2 separate regions of the Gossypium hirsutum genome follow, and region 2 is linked to region 1. The links are chromatin contacts, called in public Hi-C maps. All regions are on one chromosome and are shown on one strand. The core of a region is the stretch at or near the end of the contact, and the rest is flanking DNA. Distances in the headings are between cores, read along the strand shown.

The links. Hi-C and Micro-C count contacts between places; a contact is called where the count stands out from the background.
Region 2: a Hi-C map of leaf shows a contact between it and region 1, with 4 times the contacts expected there. The contact joins the promoter of LOC107893857 here to the promoter of LOC107946986 in region 1. A contact is called at or near these places in 2 of 34 Hi-C or Micro-C datasets (both in leaf).

The regions. Positions count from the first base shown.
Region 1 is chrA13:64,473,725-64,478,181 of Gossypium_hirsutum_v2.1, forward strand. LOC107946986 reads right to left here and starts at 1,877. Exons shown (of 3, transcript XM_016881506.2): 1 at 1,577-1,877; 2 at 1,338-1,443; 3 at 706-1,243. The coding sequence starts at 1,609. The coding sequence ends at 1,110.
Region 2 is chrA13:64,923,468-64,927,538 of Gossypium_hirsutum_v2.1, forward strand. It overlaps LOC107893857 (E3 ubiquitin-protein ligase PRT6), which reads right to left and starts at 2,629. Exons shown (of 18, transcript XM_016818984.2): 1 at 2,420-2,629; 2 at 2,080-2,287; 3 at 795-1,907; 4 at 1-560. The coding sequence starts at 2,133.

The sequences.
Region 1 (4,457 bases), core at 627-3,126:
ATTGTTGTTATAGACTTTTATATGAATCACTATACAATGGAAATTTATATTAAAATCTTTGAAAAATTTAAAATGCTAAAAGTATACAAAAAATCTTGAGAGATTGTTCAGTACAATTATGTGAGTATATATATATGAATTGATTTGAATATATGTATTATTATAGAATGATCATGATTAAAATTTATTATTATTGTTGTTGAAACTCCTGAAGTGATCAAAATATATTTCTCCAAAAATTCTTCCTCACTCATGACTTTCAGAATAATGATAATATAAACGTTTATCAAATCTGTTCAAGTGATCATTTAAAAATCTAGTATTTAAGATTGAATACATAGAATATTAGATATTATGTGATGTTGTCATGAGAGAAAAAATACTTATTTACCGATGAACATTGAAAGAGAGTTATGAATATTTTATTATGAAGTATATATTTATCAAAATCAAGATAAATTTTTATTAAAAGTAAAATTTTGTATCATATATATTTTTTATATCTATAAAAATAAACTTTCAAAAAAATTATAAATATCCTATTTGATAAATAAAATAAATTCTTTTTTGCTCTTCTATTTTTTTTCTTTACCCACTTTATTATTTATTTCATAACGTAATTATCTTTTTATAAAAATTATTAAAGTAATTTATTATATTGGATTACAATGCCAGTGATAATATACAAATGAACATAAACACAAATAAAAAGAGAAGTGATCTCTCGCTCGAAATTCTTTGCTAAAAAAACACTAAAAACATGGGACTCTTGAGAATTGACACAACATCGTCTCCTTTGAACATGGTCCCCAGAGCCCTTTTTAACTTTCAATTGTTAAAGCTAGCAAAACATGCACTCATAGCTTAGATTGTCGTTAAACGTGTAAATAAGCGACACAATTACAAAAGAAACAAAGAGGGCGGTGCCACGTTTATGCAACGTGCCATCAACTCATGCAACCCCCTTGCCCATTACTGCTCTCACAATGCCACATACCGTCACGCTTCCCAACTAGTGTATCAATTCACACGACGTCGTTTCATGTCTTTGGGTTATTCAAATGATGATAATCTAGATTCAGAGCTCAAAAATCTAGTATAAAAATTTTCTATTGAGTACTCGAGAAAGTATTAAGCTTCTTCTGAATCCTTTGCCTTTTCTCTATTTCAGTTGCTCTCTGATCTCTGCCCTTTATGTATGCCTCAAAGAACTCTTTGTTTTCTTTTTCCAATTCATCCCAAACTGCAACCAAAATCATACACATCATACTCTAAAACTGAAGTCATAAAAGACCCTCAACCTTTTACATATAAAGAAAAAAATCACTCAGCTGAACCTGTTGAAGTTATGACTGGTTTAATGTTTGCATGCTTAGACAAAGCTTCCATGCACTCTTCTTTGCTCATGTTGAATATCAAACACTCTTCTATAAGATGCTGCACCTGCATATACATCAACTTATAAACCTATATATTTAAATATATAGATGATAATGACTATTTACTACCAACAACGATAACTTAAAAGGGAAAGTATACTACAACATAGAAATCTAGAAGATTTACTGTTACTTACCAAGTTGATATATGAAGCAGAAGAGTCACCCATTAATCAGACAAATTACTATATAAAAGTTCTAAATAAATCTCTTATTCTACTGCCTAGACTTGTAGGTAAAGCTCGAAGAGTTGGAAATATATAGAGAAAGAGAGATGGAGAAGAAACTAGCAGAAAGAAACAAAGGTGAAAAGCCAGCAGATAGAAAATGAAGCAAAGAAATAAAAAAAAAGAAAGTAGCTAGGAAGAGAGCTACCGAACAAGGAAGAATCAGCTTGAGAATAGAGATCAAAGAGAGGGCCAAAATTGTTCAATTTATAAAAGCATGCGGGTGAAAATTGGATATTATAATTAAATAATGCTAAAAATGTTAATTGCATCATAGATCCTTCAATTGTTGTTCAGATTTTAAATTTTTTTTAAAACATTTGAAAATTTTAATTAGGTCATCAAAGTATAAGTCTTCGAGTCAGCTGGCCTGTATGGTGTAACTAAAAAAATAGTTTCATTAAAACTTAACATATATTAAATTTAAGTTACATATTTTTAAAATTAAATTTTTGTGTTCTGATCGTGATATTCTTAACAGCTAGAATGACATACAGAATTGATATAATATTAACACTTTAAAAATTTAATTCAAACGTTTCGAAATTTGAGGACATACATAAAATGAAAACCATAGGTTAAGGACATCTAAAGAAATTAACTCATAAAGCTATGGGAAATATGTTGATATTATTTCTCATGTATTACTATTATCCATATATTTAAGTTTCTAATTTAACTCATTTCATGGTGAATTGAATATAAAAATATTTTTATTTTTATATAAAACTCTATAAAATTAATAAAAACCATAAATATTTGAAATTTTTCATAAGATTTTTTTTCAGGAGCTTTTAATATATTTATTGTATTAATTTTTTCACTTGACTCTGGTATTTATAATATTTATTTTATATTATATGCTCATATCTTATCTAAAATTATATATTACATAAAGAAATGTGAATGAAGTCTTTTTTATATTTTAGGAAAAATGTGAAAGAAGTCATAGGTTGTAGGTGGGGTCTAAAGCGCACGTGGTACGATGTCTGTGATTGGTGGAGAGGAGATTAGAGGAGATTCTATAGCAGTCACCGTTCTTATCATACGTGGCCATTATGCTACCCTCCACGTGACATGTGGGACCCGCTCATGCCGGAGACTAAGAAAACATGGGTGCACGCTCGTTCCACACTCTGGTCTGGACGTGGCAGGGTCCCACACTAAGATGGAAACGACCCCCTAAAACTGCCGTTTTAATCCCACATGTCTTAATCAATGCTGTGTTTGAATTGAAAATGGACGGTTCAATTGGTGATAATATCGAAAATAAAACAAACGGCTATGAACAGATAAAAATTTAAAAACTAAAATAAAATAATCCGCTATTCGACTTGTCATGAAATGTTATAAATTATTATTTGTTTTATAATTTTTATAATTTTTAGTTAAATTAATAATCAGTAGTTATTTTTTAATGGAGCTAGAAATAATAGTTTCGGAGTCATGAGTGAATTCGTAAATTTATATTTATAAGTCAAAAATAGTATTTTAATAATTTTTTATAATGATAATTTATGTTATTTGAACGAATAATTAGGTTCAAGTGATAAATCCTTAAAGTCAAGTGGTTTTAGAAAAGAAAGTATCAAGACCTCATTTTTATAAACTAAGCCCGTAAATATTTTATTAAATATTTATGGAGTGTTATTAGGGTCATATTAAAATTTGATTAAGAAATTTTAATGTTTAGATAGTTAATTAATTAAAAAGGACTAAGTCATAAAAACTGCAAAAGTTAATTTTCATTAGTTAAGTGGGTTAAAAGATTTTTGAAATGTAAGTTAAGGGACCTAAATGATAAATATACCATGCATATAGGTAGTGGACATTTATGGACGATGTTGTGTTAGTTGTTAGATGATGTACTAAGAGTAAAATGGTAATTAAATATATTAAACTAAAACAAAATTAAACAAAATGAAGTTGTCATCTTCCAAAGGCATTAGCACCGAATTTGGAAAGGAAAAAATCACCATTTTTTTGAGTTGGACATTCGGCCAAGCTTGGTATTATGCATGGCATGTGATTTTGGAACCGCTTTTAATTACTTTTATGTTTTTGAGCTCGTAATAGTTTAATCTATTTAGCTCGGGGTCAAATTGTAAAACTATTAAATGTTATAAATTATTCCATGGATAAATTTGATATGTTTTTAAAGTTTTATAGTAGATTGTTAAGTTTGGTTGTTAAATAGACATATTTTGTTAAGTATTATTTGATGAATTTAAGGTTTAGGGACTTATAAAAATAGTAAAATTCAAGGAAAATATTGTAAATTGTTGATAACTTTGGGATGTTATAAGATTAGATAAAAATCGACTAGCATGATTTATGGTTAAAAAAGGGTGAAATTGCAAGTTTCAAGTTTAAGGACTAAATTGCATAAAATGTAAACTTTGAGCCCAATTTCATAAATTTCCATTATTAAGGGTTATAAGCTAAATTGATTGTTTTAAATGCTGTAAAGGGATTAATTGAATAAAAATATTTATCTAGATCAGGAAACGACTCAAACGAATACTAATCGTAGGAAAACCAAAATAGCGGATTAGTCGTTGGATCACATTAGGGCATCATTTTTGGTACAAATAAGTTTGTATAGAGTTAAATTATTTTTATATGATGTTTTAAATGTTCATAAGAAATTAAAAGATGGATATGCACATATGCAATGAAAAGGATGAGAATTTATCATGAGACATATGAAATAAGCATGGAATTTATTTCTTAATATATTTATGTTTCATAGATGTTATGTTTACTTATTATCTACTAACTATGTGGACTA
Region 2 (4,071 bases), core at 1,379-3,878, 450 kb after region 1:
GATAAACTCTGAAGAGCAGCAGGGGTCCCGCCATCAACTTCCAACCAAGTCTCCAAAGCCCTCAAGCACTCCTGTATTAACCAGATGACAGTGGAGGGAATTGAATGATATATGGAATCAGATCCTATTTCAGTAGCCTTTGAAACACTCCTTCCTGTTACACTACAAACAGAACTCTCTTGGGAGAGCCTTCCTACTTTTGCATGTCTTATGCTATCTCCATCATCCACATCTTGCATATAAACGTAAGGAAGACAGCTTGCCCCTTCATTTGTGGCAACAGAAAATGCACCATCTACCAGAAGGGAGTGAATATTGGCAATAGAATGGCTTAAAACAAAAAGCAAATGCATAGCCTCATTTTCTTCTTCAATATGGAGGCCAGTTTCCCTCTTAATAGGGTTCATCCCTTGCACAAAAGTCAAAAGCTTTAGCCAAGCTCTTAAGAAGTCCTTCTGTTCATGGATTGCATATCTGGAGACTACATCATGGCTCATAACAACCCGGATGTCTTCAATTACACGGTTAGTGGTATCATACAAACTTCCCCACTTAGCAGCCTGCAAAAGAACAAAACAAAAAGACTTACATAGACTGTAAAACTTCTAACGCATTACTAGTAAAATAAATTTTTCAATAACTGCTTTCAGGAGTTATTGTTTTCATTCCTATAACCAAATGGACATACAATGTGAGCAAATCTCAGGCTCTATTCTCTTTTCAATGCCCAAATCATTTGTCCTCAAGTAATTTTGGCCTAGTACACAAAAGGAATCAAGAATAATAGAAATTACCAGCAAACGACCATCTTCTCGAGCGCAAGAAAGAAAAATGTTTTCCAAGCATTTCAGTAGCATGTCCAATAGGTTCATCTCCTTCACAAGACGAGGAGTTAGTGTTGGCACTGTGAATATTTGTACAGAGAAAGTTGAGATCAGTGGGTATTTCTTATTGAAAATGCTGTCACTTCCCTCTTTTATGGCTTCATGTATAACAGTTGGGTAGTAACCTAAAAATGCTTTAGAAAATTCATTTTTGAAGATAGGCTCTGCCAGCAATTTCAGCAGCAGTTCATGGAGCTTCTTCACGACACCATCACCAAAGAACCTCTCTGCTCTAACCAGAATATTCAATAAACCATCTAGAGAAATTACACTCCTAGCTACAAAACTAAGCAAACTGTCACTACACTTGCAAAATTCTATAAGCATCTCAACAACCACATAAGTAAGCTCATTTGCAGCCTTCCTCTGCTTGGCACCACAGTCAGTTGCTCTCATATTCTCCTGAAATATACATTCTGCTGCCAATAGCTTGTTTTTCCAACAAATAAAGAGTGCATCAAGCACTGGACCAACAGAGTTTGCTAAGTTATCATCGAGTGGTCGAATCTGTTCAGAACCTTTATGCTTCGTGCAGAACCCCTCCTGTTTCCATGCCGTTTCATCCCCACAATCACAGCAACCGCCACCGGTATAGATAATCGTATAGTCATGATCCTTGTGATTCCCATTCTGGAAACAGGGAACACAAATAGCACAAGTTGGATCATGCTCACATGTCCGGCAGCTATATGCAATGTCATTTGATCCCCAAACTGCACCACAAACACCGCGTTGTTCAACACTCGAGTCCTCTAGGTTTTTCAAAGTGTTTGTCGGTTCACCCTGAAACATCAGCCACTGCAACCAAACCATACTCTCACGAAATTGATTTTTCATACTTAGGCACATCCATTTCTTAGACCTTAAACTAGCATCTTGTATTGACTCAGCCACATCTTCATCTGTAGGTAAGAGTGCGGAAACTATCTGTGGCAACAATAATCCATTACCATTAACAAAATCAATTATCCCCTCATAACGCTTCTCAAGGTACTCCATTGGAATCCCTAAAGCAGCTAACCTCTGATTACAAAATCAATAGTTCTTTTCAGCAATTCAATCCAATATTAACAAATCCACAAGGTATAATTAGAAAAAAAAAACAAAGAATAATAAAATAAAATAAAACTTCAACATTTTCACATTTTCACCTAATTGAATAATCAGAGGGAAAAAAAAAGAACAATGAACATACCCGTACGACTCGATCACGGGGCCTAATCGGGGAAGAATCGGCAGGCGATTCCATTTTATTACGGAAAATCAAATGCCAGTAACGAAGCAGCCAATCAGCGCAATACAAGCACGGCCGTAATCTGGAGCCTTCTTCACTCCCCAGGTTTACTTCTTCAATGGAATTTCTTTTATCAAATTTGAAATTACCCAAAGGAAATTATCAAGTCCTGAATTGCAGAAAATTCCCAGTCAGTCGTTCACTTTGGGCATAGCATTGATGCGAACAGACCCATCGGTATTCCTCATATTTATACATAAAATATATTAATTCAGTATTTATGTAAATAATAATATCTCACTCTTGGCTTAACTGGTCTTCCTTCAAGGCGGTGGTGCAAGATTGCCTGGAATAATCTGAGAGATAGCGTGTTCTTGCTGTCCTCTGTTTGGATAATAATTATAATAATAATCTCACTTCTAAAAGCTTCATTGTTGCTTAAAAACCTTTATTGATGTCTTCCGTAAGAAAGATTAACCTTTTTTTTCTTTTCCTCCTAGTGTTGGATTTTGGACTTGGGGGAGGGAAAAACCGATCCATCCATGTCTTATATGTGGGCTAAGAAACCCGGCCTTTAATGGCCTTTGTGACAATGGATTGCCTGCCTCTCTTCGGCTTTGCTGGGTTTAGAATATTCCACCCATTTAGACTTGGAGTAATTGCAAGAAAAGTCACATAATTGTACACTTGGTTATGTTTTTAGCACCCAACTATTATTCTTTTCAATTTAATCACAATTTTTTTTAAATTAAATATTTTAACCACTCTTCCATTAATTTCGTTAACTCAGTAATTGAAGTCTAACATGGGCTTTAATTATTGGCCTAATAACAAATTCAATCTTTCAATTTATTTTTCAGTATATAAATATACATTTCATATGAATCTATATTACTTTAAAGTAATTCTAATTCACAGTTTACAAAACATTTTAAACATTTCTAGTATTTAGCATCTATTTTTTTTATGAAAAATCGGTCACTTTATTGGAAAACCAAATAGCCAAACATAGGGCAAACGTTGAAGAAGAAGCCCCAAAGGACAGACGCCCTGTAAAAATTAAGGGAGGTCTACGAGGCGACGATCTTCATTAGCAGCAGAACAACTGAATCAAGAGCTTCCTCCACCCAAAACTGATCCTCGCCTCTCCGTAACCTATCACGAGCCATTGCATGCGTGACCCTATTCCCATATCTACCCACAAACTAAAAGTGACAAGTATAGAGTGCTTTTGAAAGCTCCTTGGCTTCCCAGGTTAATGCACTAATCTCCAATAGATCCTCTACCGTATCAACTAATTTCTCAATGGTAACTTTAAAATCCCCTTCTAAACTATTGAATGGAAACCTATCTCATAAGCAAATCGAAGACCGTGAACAACTACCAGTGCTTCAGCAGCAAACGCCGACCACACAGAACATGTAAATTGGTTGCATGCTCTTAAAATTTGGCCCAATTCATCCTAAATAATAACTTCTGAACATGATTTCCTTTGTGCAAAGACAAAACTCACATCCGCATTTACCTTAACCATGTTAGAAAGTGAAAGAGACCATTTAACGAGAGCACTCAAGTTCGAACGAAGAGAAATAGTAGTCAAAGCTGCTAGTTCTACACAGTAACCGCGAATGAAGACCACTAATTCCCCCACTCCCTAATGTGTACCCTCATACACTAACTTATTATTGGTATACCAAAGAGTCTATAATACAATTGCTAGTTCCACACAGTAACTGCGAATGAAGACCGCCAATTTTCCCACTCCCTAGTGTGTACCCTCATACACTAACTAATTATGGGTGTACCAAAGAGTCCATAATGTAACAGCACACGCCCGTGTGCTTAGGCCATGTGGCGAATTAAATTCTCAAAATTAAGTGCAGACTTCACACAGCTTGGGTACACGCCTATGTCTAAGGCCGTGTCCTCCACACGACTGAGACACACGGCCGT